Linked DNA regions of Drosophila melanogaster: region 2 is linked to region 1. A link is a contact called in public Hi-C data. All regions are on one chromosome and are shown on one strand. Each heading gives the region's core, a stretch centred on a gene start, on an enhancer-like site or on the middle of the called end of the contact. The rest is flanking DNA. Distances are from core to core; before and after follow the strand shown.

Region 1 (5,701 bases), core at 1,516-4,015:
CGAAGACAATAAAGACAGCGGCTTGAGGCTAATGAAATTTACTGGCTCGCAAGGAAGACGAAGGGGGGGGGGGTGTCATAAGGGGGACCCTCCCCACACTGCAAACAATATTGTTCGAATTGCCACATATTATAGAAACTGCAAAGTTGAAATCGATTTATTCCGGCAGTTATTAAGATGTATAAAAATATACTTTGAATGAAATGTATAAATGTCATTCGTTTGTTGCCTTCAAATTCTTTACTCATATTTATTTATTTTGTGCAGTGCATGTTGCATGCCACGCGCCTACGACAGAGGCTAATGAATGTGCTGGGCAATAAAAAATCAGCCAAACGAATTGTCGTTAATCAGCCAGCAAAAAAAAAAAAAAGCGAAAAAATTGTGAAAAAATGGGCAGAAGAAATCGCAATAAAAAAAAAAGTAGTGGAGGGGGGTAAGCAAGGCAAGTTGCCTGCGTTTCTAGTCGAAAACCTGAACACCCACACATAAGACCCCCCGCCACCGCCCCTTCACAGTTCTTTTTTTTTTTTTTCTTGCCCCACGGAGCAATCAAAACTGTCGCCTATGAAAAATGTTTTGGGGCAAATGGCGGCGAACTTTTCGCGGCTGGCGACTCGCGAACAAACAAAACAGAAAAAAAAAATAGGGAGAAAATAAAAAATGATGGCAAAAGTACACCCACGTGTACATATGTGCGCTCAACTTTGAGTATTTTCATTTTCAAATCGGTTTTTTACTTGCTTTGCGTTTTTTATTCGCTGACGCTGAAAAAGGCCGAACTAAAAAAGATACAATTTTCATGTTGGCAGTTGTAGTTTTTATTCGTATGTAATGAAATTTACGCGTTAGTTACTTACATATACTCCAAAAGATAAGACCTATAATTGTTAAAGTCTTATTTCAATTTTGGTTTTTCACAATTGAAATTGAAGTGAAAAAAAAAACAAACTTCCTATTGAAAGTTTAAATTAACTATTTGTAAATTGTGTAAGTAAATTACAGTTTTTGTCTAACTAAAACTTTTTCATTTGCGCGCAGTTTTTGCCTCCGTGAATTTTACTCCAAAAACATTTTACATTTCCCCGCAACATTTTTCATGAAAATTAGGTTTTTGTTTTATTTCATTTCGGGCTCTCTGTACAATTTTTTTTTCGAGATTTCCCGTTCGTTGTGTCCGAGTCCCAATTTGTGCGCTAAGCTTTTCCCCTCGAAGGGTAATTGCCTCATGTTTCATCTACACATCAATTAGCCGCAACAATTTAATTTGCCCGCCTGGAAATGGGAAAAGTGCGGTAGCTGGATAAAAAAAAAATAATAAGCACACAGCAATTTCAACAAGAAAAATCCATAAAATATTTGTGCAACATTTTCTCGCCGCCCAAACCTGCGGGCCGTTAGTGCGAGTGAGATGGCCAAACAACTGTCGTCAGCTATTTCAAATTGTCATAAAAATTTGATAAGGTTTTTTCCGCTGCTCCCCCAAACCACCCAACTCTGCGAATTTTTATTCCTGCGTCAGCTACAAGGCAAAAATATAACAGAAAAAAATGTTTGGGCACAAAAAGTGTTGGTTGCTCGAAAATATCATTTACAGTTAGACTGCCATGGTAGAGAATTTATAAATAAGCTAATTAATAATTATAAGCTAGTTGAAAATTAAAACTAACAAAACCGCTTTGCAAAACTAAATCATAATTATAATAGCTATATCTATTGAAATCATTTATTAAAGACCTCTTTTGAGCAATTCTTAGCCCACGAATAGCAAACTAGACTTTAAACCCAAATCCACCTTAAGTTTCGATTCTTTTCGCCTCACTTTGCGTAAATGATAATTGAACAATGGGGGCCGCCCATTGGGGCGAAAGAGAGGGGGCGTGCCAAGTGTGAGTGGCTGGCTCTCCCCATCCCTGTCGCGCTTTCGCCGCTGGTGTTGTGTGTGCATGGCAATTTGCGACGCAGAAGTAGAAGAGGAGGAAGCTAAAGAAGAAGCAGTAGCAGCAGTAGCAGCAGCAGTAGCAAAAGTAGCGGTACTGACCAGCGTCCTTTAAACGCCCGTCGCCACCTACCCCCGTTTCCTTATCTTTCGCTGTTAGCTAACAAATTTTTGCGTTGTTTTCGCTGTCTTGTCGTTTTCATTAAAATTTCATTGCTGCCGCGCAAAAATACGAAGGTACGTTGTTGCTTTTTTTTCCTCCTTTTATGACTATGTATTTTTTGCTCCTCGTTTTTTGCTCTTGTGGCAACAACAAAGTTGTTGAACTGAATTTTTTTGGGGTGTGGTCCCACACTCAAACGCACACCAGCAACGTACACACACGCTCATACACGCGCGCACACACACGCGCAGCAGCAACAACACAGCGGTAAATACAGCTGCTCAGCAAACGGTACCACCAGCAGTTGTCTCGCTCCCACTCAGTCAGGTTGTAAGCGGCGTGCGAGAGAGATGCCGCAAGAGAGTGAGAGAGAGAGAGAGAGCGAAATACTGAACGACTGGAACGGAGCGAAACTACGGCTATCTCACTCTGGCGCGCGGTAGAGAGCCGGGCAGCCATTGCTAAAAGCAGGCACTCACTCGCTCTCCCTCTCGTTTCCACCACCGCTGGTGTTTGTTTGTTGTTTTTTTCCTGCTTCTTCTTCCAACATTTTTTCTTGTTGTTTTTCTTTTTTCGCAGACTCTGGTCGAACGACTTTTGCTCTGCCCGCTGCTCGCTGCGCTGCTGCCGCCGCTGCCATCGTCCGTGGAAGGTGTACCGCAATTCATTTCCAGAGTAACTTTCGTGCCGCTCGGGTTGTTTTTGTGCGTCGTCCGTCGCCCAGTTGCTCAGTTGCTCATTCGCCCCGTTCGCCGCTCGTTCGATCGCTCTCGCCACTCGCCGCGTTCGCCGATAAGCAAGCAAGCACCAGCGCAAGCCAATAACAACAATCAATTCGCCGTCGCCAAACCGAATCAAATCAAATCGAAGCAAACTAAACCAATCAAACACAAATAAACAAATATCAACACGAGAAGCTATAGCTAACACAGCTATAGAGAAACAAAGAGCCCCAGAGGAGAATACTAAGTAATACAGAGAGATATATCCTTTTGGATATAACGCAGTGCCAAGTGACGAGAATCTGTTTTTTTACCGTGTTGCCAGTGCTAAACCATAAACATCGCCCAAAAAACATACATCTCTGGAATACAATATTTATATATATATAAATATACATATATATCTTTATATATATGCATGTGTAAAATATACTCATGCCATAACCATATAGTAGTTGGATCCGAAAACAAGTCACCATTGGAATACAGCACCGTTTTGCTTCTAGTTTTGTTTGTGTTTTTTTTTCGGTGAGTGCGATCCGCCGATATCGAGAAATCGGTAGCAATCTATATATCCAGCAAGGAATGTGGAGCCGAGAGATAAGCACGGATTACATGGGGAATCTGTAGACCTAAGTAGTTTTTGGGGGAGCGGGAATCTATCTTAGGGATTACTCTTATCAACTTGTTTATTTAGCAGAGATATTAGGTCACAAGTCTTACATTATCTATGACATATTTGAAATACACTCTTTAAACTTGGAATAATATTGAAAGATCTAACACGCTGTAAAGCTTAATTATTTTCTTTTTCGTTATCGCTTCAACTTTATTCTTGAGCCAATCTTCATTCTTCATTATAAAGCTCAGACTTTAGAGATATGTTATAATATGTTTGGTTCACTATTTTCGATTAGCCGAACTTGACAGATCTTTTGTTTTTCACTTACACTTCTACATATATTTACAAGGTTAAAATGTTCTTCCAAATGCTATAATCAACCGATATTATTTTGCCACATATACTAGTCTTTATTTAGCTTCAGATTCAATGGATCTTAGAAGTCTTTAATTGGAATACTATTCATTGATTTCGGGGACTCCCAAGTCCAACAATAGAGTTACCTATTCCATGCCCGAAACTTTGTTTCAGTTCCTTCAGCTCTTCGTGATATGATGGAGCCTTTTTTTTAAAAATCTGGTTTCGGTCAGGAAATTTCCGCCTATGACTAATGTGCTGATCGTAATGTGAGAAAATGCGCGTTTCGGAGATTCGTTATGATTTTCATAATTTTAATGGGCATATTAAGGCCGCCTCCCCTAATTAGGCAAAACAAAAAGAAGCCAGCAAGAGCCGACCAAATCGATACGAGAAATGTGATATAGAAAAAAGGCTAACAAAATGATAGGGCCAACGGCGAAGAAACCCCAAGAAAATCAATACTAGATACAATAGAAGACAGCCGACGGACCCGTTCGGGTCACATTATTCACACATATTCCCAACATCCCCACATCACCACATTCCCACTTCCCGATGTTAGCGATCGGATCGTCTAATTTCAAAGCGGCGGCTATAAATTAAAATATCTGAATAATACGTTGACTCCTCGCTGGCTACTTTGTTGTTCTGCTTTATTATTAATTTGCATATGGTTTTCTAACATAAAGCAACTGAATATTAAATATGCAAGTCGATTCATTTTTCTCCCATTCCGATAGTCTTTCTCCATTCGAATCAAAGTGTTGAGAATGGGATTCGGATTCGGCTTCAGATTCGGATACGGAGTTCGTGCAGTTGGTGTAGCTGGTGAAGCTGGTGGGGATCTCTTGGGATCTATTCGGTCCCACCCACGCTTGTGCTTGCTGGCCCTGCCTAGATCCCCATAGTATCACAATACCTCAATGTACCAATCTTCCAATGCCAATTCATTCATTCACAACATCCGCCCAGCGTTGTCGATTGTGAATTGAAAGTCGCCGAGATCGCGTCGCGACACATTTGATACCTTATCGCGGATATCCATAAAGCTCAGCGAATAAGTGAATTTCGCTCTAGGAAGCACTGAAAAAAAAAGTACTCGAAGTTGTAGATTCACATAGCAATGGCATAGCTAAACATTAGATCAAGAATTCATTGGAAGTACGTTGGTTCGATATGCTTGTGGGACATGATGTGATAGATATTACAACTAATAGTATTTATCAATATGTTAGCATTCCATATTTTGTACTATTGATTAAGTATTGAACAATACTAGTAGTTCTAGCCTATTCCATAGTGGTTTTTGAGTTATATTTTAATATGTGGGCATATTTTCGCTCACTGTGAAACGGTATCCATTGTTCCGCTTCCCTAGCACGCCCCAAATCTTTCGGATCGGTTTGGTTGCGATCAACTCGAACTCCCACACACTTGGCATGGGTATGGATATATATGCTCGTACCTGGGAGATCGGGTGTTGCCTTTTTTTTTTTTTTGTTTTGTCGTCATCTTTTGTCAATCTCTTGTGGCGTCGCCTCGCCTTAAGTGAGGTTTCATTTCGTTTCAGTTTATTTCATTTCATCCAGCGTTTCTTGGACTTGGACGCACTTACTGACTTTTTTTCTCCCAATTTTTTTTTTTGCCTACCAATTATTTGTATTATTAATTTTTATCTCTCTTCACTCTTTGCTCATTACGCGATACTGGCGGTGTTGTTGCTATTCGCTTCTCAAATTTCGTTGACAAAGCCATTTAAATAGAAATCACTCAGACGGAGGTTTATTTTTTTTTTCAGTTTTCAGTTTTCAGTCTTCAGGTTCCATTTCCAGTTTCGACTTATCAAGATCACATTGACAATGCGTCAAATAATAAGTTTTTCTAGCCGCTGTCGT
Region 2 (5,701 bases), core at 1,041-3,540, 400 kb before region 1:
GCGTCGGCCACGCTCCCGGGAATTTCCCTGCCCGCTTTGTTCAGCTTGTTGGCCAGTTTCGATAGCGACTTGGAGTAGATCAGCTCCGAATCGGCTCTGTAAGGTTTAAAAACATAATTTGAATGAAACAAACAAACTAAATTTGATCTTTAACTCACCTCTCCTGCAGGACAAAGATGAGCTCCTTGCTAAAATCACCGCCCTGCTTCACATATCGCCGGAGTTCCTCGAAGCCGTTCTGTCCCTGTTTAGAATAGCAATAACATCATTAGTATACAGTTTACCCCCCAATACACCCATCCCATGGAGCAACCCCAGACCAACAACAAACAGCTAAACCTGTACCTCATCCTTGAACCGCTTGGCATGCGGCGACAGATCCTCCTCGCTGTTTCGGTGCGACATGGACGACTCCATTTCGGTGCGTTCGGTGACATCCTCACAGCTCTCGGTTACATCGCGTTGAGTGCGTTCCGGCGACATTGACTGGCGACTGGCATCCGCAGTTGACTGGTTAAGATTGCTCCGTGATTGGGCCAGACGTTTGAGGGGCGTCTGTTGACGCACTGCCTCCTTAATCTTGGAGCCCTCCTCGCCCAGCCAGTGCTTCATGCCGTGCCAGCCCTTACGCAGCTTCTCCTTGTTGTGATTGAAGTTGATCAACGTTTGGTTTTTGTTCTTCAGCAGGGTGATCCTGCGTTCACTGGGTCTCAATTGATCGCGATGCGCGCAGTACTCCAGATCGATCTCCTTGCCAAAATCCTCCGTTTCGTTGATCTGACGCGTTAGCTCCTGCAGTTCGTCAATCGAAACGAACAGATTCTGGGCATTCAGGCTCTGATAGCTCACCGACTTCAGATCAAAGTCGTATTCCCCATTGCTGCTGCTGCAGGCCAAGCTTTGGCGGGAACTCTGTTGGGAGCTCTGATTCGAATGGGAGCGGGTGTTCAGGTGGAACGAGTCTAGGCTCTTGAAATGTGGCTGCTGGGCCATGAAGCCACCATTTGGTATGGGCGATCGCTCAGCGGATGGCTTCACCGCTGGCAGATTTTCCTTATTATCACTGGCCGCCAAACTGAGCTCGCTGGCTCCATAGAGTTCCGGCAACTCGGGCAGATTCAAGTCCAAGCCCAGCTTTGCCGGAGCCGTGACATTCATGTCCAGCGCCACGGAGTTGGACTTGTGCAGGTATACCTTCAGTTCGCTGCGATGCAGATTCTGAACGGATTGCGATTGCCTTTGCTGGCGGGCAATACGTGGTCGTCTGATTGGGGGATCTATGGCAATGGTTATGGGCGTTATGGGGCGCTTCACATCCTGGTTGGCAGTCAGGAGCTTTTCCTCCACCTCGTGTTTGGGCGTCTCAAATTGTTCTGGTTCCTCCAGATCGTCTAGATATTTTAAGTCCCCCATCTCTTCTTCACGATGTTGTTTCTTAGGAAGCTGAAATTGATGACCATACTGATCGCGATCGTTCTTTTCGACCTGATCATCAGCGATTTGCAGATCCTCATCCCTTTCCATTTGTTGCGGACTACTCCTGGCGTCCACAAACTCCTCCTCATCCGAACTCCTGGGCGTCAGGGTTCTTACTATACTGGAGGTCTGGGCTATGCCGCCGCCAATCTGTTTGAGTCTCGCCTCCGTGACATCGAAACGGTCGGTGTCCAATGTTGTAGTCGATATTAAAATCGGAGCTCCGATTTCCAGGCGATGATCATCGGAATGGCTACCGGTCATATTGTAGCTTCCAGTATGGAGTTTAGTGGGCGAAACGGAATTATCAACGACATTATTCGGCGGATTCAAATTCATACTGCCGAGATTACGACGTCCCAGTTTATTTCCCAACACTGAGTAGCGCTTAATCCTTCCCAGAAATCCTTTTGCACCGCCTTTTTGATTATTATTGCTTCCGATATTATTGTTATTGTTGGTGGTGTTTTCCGATTGGGGCAAATCGGCCATGGCGGCATTATCTTTGCCGCCCAGCTTGAATTTGTGCACCCGCAGGTGGTTCATCTTTGACGGCTGTTCGATTTATGGGACACACAAAAACATTACAAAAATTCCAATTCCTAAACTTGCACTCTCGTTCGTGCGTCTGTGTGTGTGTGTGTGCGTGAGAAAGGTAAAGCAACAACAAATGCAACGCGGCGAAGGGAACGATGAAAAGGGGGAGAGCAAACGGGGCTTCTTCTAGGTAAAAAGAGAGCGACAAAAGAGGAGAGCGAGAGTCGACCTGGAAGTGACGCTCGTCGATGGGAAAGCATCCGTTTTTTTGGAAAGAATCAGATTGGTCAAAGTGCTGTCATAATTCATCAATCGAGTTCGCGAATTGTATTCTACGGAGTGTTAACATGTAAATGTGATACGGGAAATAACAAATATTCATTTTATTCAAACGAGACACATTATTTTAATAAGTTCTTGCATAAGAAATCATATCGCAACCAGATACTCAACATTACCAACAATTAAAATGTAGTAGGTATGCACTTGCATACATTTACCGTTATCACTAATAACTATTATCTGTTTGTTATTTTAGATATGCTGAACTGTACACCTTTCGTTGCAGAAGAAACGCGAGCAAGTGAGGCACTGAATGAAATGTAAAAGCTATTAACTCCCTAATTTAGTTCATATGAAAAGTGGCAACCATGGCCTAAGGCAATCTAAATTCCACTGGAAGCACATTCTTCCATAAATGGTTAATCCGAAATAGCCATCCGTTATACCCGTAATACCCTGTAGCAAGTAACATAAGCAGGCGATGTTTCACCTACATAGCAAAGTGTACACAGATAACATAAACACACCGAACAGAACAGGAAAACAAGAAGGAGCCGAAGGAGAAGGAATGGGTAAGTGACTTAAGAACGGTGCTAAGAATAGGGAGAAATGTAATGAAAAGGTCGCTCCCTTCTTCACCTTCTGGCGACCCCTAACCCTCTCTGTCCACCGTGCTCTCACCTTTTCCCCCACTGTTGCTCACCCGATTCCCTTCCTCTTTGCTCCAGTTTTCGATGCAGGTAGAGATTACAAATCGGTTTTGTGCTCAGTGGGGGAAGGGGGGGGGGGGTTTATAAAGAGGGCCAGCAAGGAAGGCAAGGGACGCGGCGCAGTGGAAGAGATAAGGGGAAGAAGAAGCGGACGCACAAATCGCTGCGTTGGCCACTGGAATAAATGGAATAACAAAACTAAGCCAGCGACTGCAAAGTCGCCGCCCGTGGCGCCCCCATCGACAGCGACGCCGACTGCGACGTCTGTCTGTCTCCTTTTCTGTTTTGTGTCTGTCCGATCAAGTGTGGATCCACAGCAACGATCAAGCTAATAGGATCAGTTAAAAAAAACAGATTCATATATTAAAAAATATGTATAAGCCAACCCATTAAAATTTCTCTTTTTAATTTAATTCATTCAAAGGACCCATATTGTTTTTGATCTTCTTGACCTAACTTTATAATTATTTATGCACGCTAAAAAAAGTAAATACCTATAGGAAATTTAACAATATTTCTTTGTTTAGAAATTACCATTCAAATTTCTGGTATTGTGCCTATTTTACGATCACTTCGTTCCGCTGCTGTTCGTCTTCTTCTTATGCCTCTCTATCCACCGTCATTCCGTGTTGGTAATTATATAAATCATTTATTTATGAACTATTTACTTTCGAGTTAAGTCAGATAATGGTTATTCTCAACGATTTCTCTCCCTCGCCGCCTCCCTTTTCCAATTTCCATTACTTCGCTTGAATGAAATGCAAATTGTTTTCTCATTTTCCCTGGGCAGAGTGGATTTTCTAATTACAAATGAGCATATAACGCGGGTAAACTCCGATTTCTGTTGTTGCAATTGCATCCCAAAGTGGAGCACTGGAATGGGGGACGACGAAGAGAGGGGGCGGGTAAGAACTGGGGACAAGCGACGATCATTAAGCCCCCAGTTGTTGTTATAACTGTAATGTGATGTAAGGTTCGTGCTAAATTTCTACAAATGCATATATTCCACAGTGAAGCCTCGGAAACGAGAAGATAACTAGTATCTATAGAGGGTTCCTACATTAGCTTAGTCATTCAGTTCCCTTAGTAATATAGAATTTACATAAACGGCTTGGTGAAAAAGTTCCAAGCTAATTGAAGAGAAGAACGGTAAGCGCGCTTACTCAGTGACCACTGTACTCGTAGGTCTCTAGATATCTGGGTTGCCTTTGTTACACTTTTCGCGATTCAAATGGCCGACGTGCGAAACCGTAGTAAGTAAAACAATTTAATTACATTTTGCACTTGTTGTTGCGGCTAATAGCATTTGCATCGAGCAAGAAGCAGAGCAGCCAAAGAAGATGCTCAACCAGGGGGGGGGGGCGTTGTTTGCTTAATAAGCGGCAGTGGGAGCGAGAGGGGTTAATCGCACCGTCTGCGATATGTCACGTTTCGCGGAGGCAGGTGGAGTGCAATAAAGTGGAGTGTGTGACAAGTCAAAAGACAATTCAACTAATGAGCGAGCTTAGCTTAGCTGAAAAGCCGCACAAGCAGTTGCAAGGGAGTCGAGTAAGCAGTGCGTAAGCAGTGCTACACTGGGACAGAAATCTGCGCTTACACCGATTGCTCCACCCTAATATTTACTTTAAAAAATGATCAATAACTTTCCTTGCTAGTTGCAAATTTGATATAAAAAAAAGAAACTCACTCATATTTATAAAGATTCAATTCATATTTGCTTTACTACTTGAAAACAAAAATCTCAGCTGATGAACAATTTCGGGAAGTGCAAAAAGGTGGAGCCACAAAAGATGTGAGGGAAACCAAGAGGAGAACCTGCAATTATGGGAAGCCTTCTGCCGACATCGCAGTTCAGGTTTAAAAGTCAAATAACATAAATTATGGCCAGGCGGACGGAAGATCATATGGGGGTAAGACCCACGAAGATAAACAGTGGAATAACTCTGTCCGTGGGCCTTTTGGTCTCTATAAATAGAGTTGCCAACTGCGGCAATTGCAGCCACCGACAATTGCGAGTCCCTTTTGGATGGTTGCGTTCTTTTATGGCAATTTATGATTAATAAAAGGAATTAATCGCACACAATGCCAGCGAATGGCCATAATTGGTGGCCACCGACTCCTGTAAGGATCCACGGATCACACTCAAGGTCATCACAAGGCCATATAAGGCCATAAGGCAGCACCGACTATTACCCACTCTCATACCATTTTTGGTTTTCCTGATTTTCTTAAGATAACTGCCTACACTCGTTTCTATTTTCTAATTCACTTCCAAGCTGCGACTTCAACAGCGATTGACTGATTTATAGTTCAGCTGAACTTCAGTTTTTATACCAATTAGAAAGAAGTTGGGCCGCAAGTGCACTGCGAAAAAATTTTCTCAGAATAGAAAAAGCTTTGGTCACTAATAACTTTTCTATATTCTCCGAGTGTGGAACCTCAGCCCCCTTAACACTCCGATATCCATGCCCCTTAATGCCAGGCACTAAACGTTGCCTCTGTCGTCGCCATTGTATATAGAAATTGATTCCCATAAACAAAAAGTGCGAACACCTGAATACAGTAAACCGTTCATGGGTTGCGTTTTTCCATTAAAAAAGGTACGAATACCTTGAATTAATGTGATCCTGCTGCTGAATTCTTGTTAATAATACATATATACACCGTATGTATATAGTGTGCGTTTGATATGAGAG

What was found. A called contact is a pair of places that touch in the nucleus more often than the background predicts.
Region 2: a contact with region 1 is called in a Hi-C map of the Kc167 cell line, with 1.7 times the contacts expected there. The contact joins the promoter of lncRNA:CR43836 here to the promoter of oc in region 1. A contact is called at or near these places in 2 of 107 Hi-C or Micro-C datasets (the Kc167 cell line and the S2 cell line).

Annotation. Positions count from the first base shown.
Region 1 is chrX:8,647,745-8,653,445 of dm6, reverse strand. It overlaps oc (ocelliless), which reads left to right and starts at 2,765. Exons shown (of 4, transcript NM_078536.4): 1 at 2,765-3,352.
Region 2 is chrX:9,045,580-9,051,280 of dm6, reverse strand. lncRNA:CR43836 (long non-coding RNA:CR43836) reads left to right here and starts at 2,290. Exons shown (of 4, transcript NR_073642.2): 1 at 2,290-2,491; 2 at 2,552-2,867. Nost (Nostrin) reads right to left here. Exons shown (of 8, transcript NM_001298100.1): 3 at 346-2,031; 4 at 159-244; 5 at 1-96.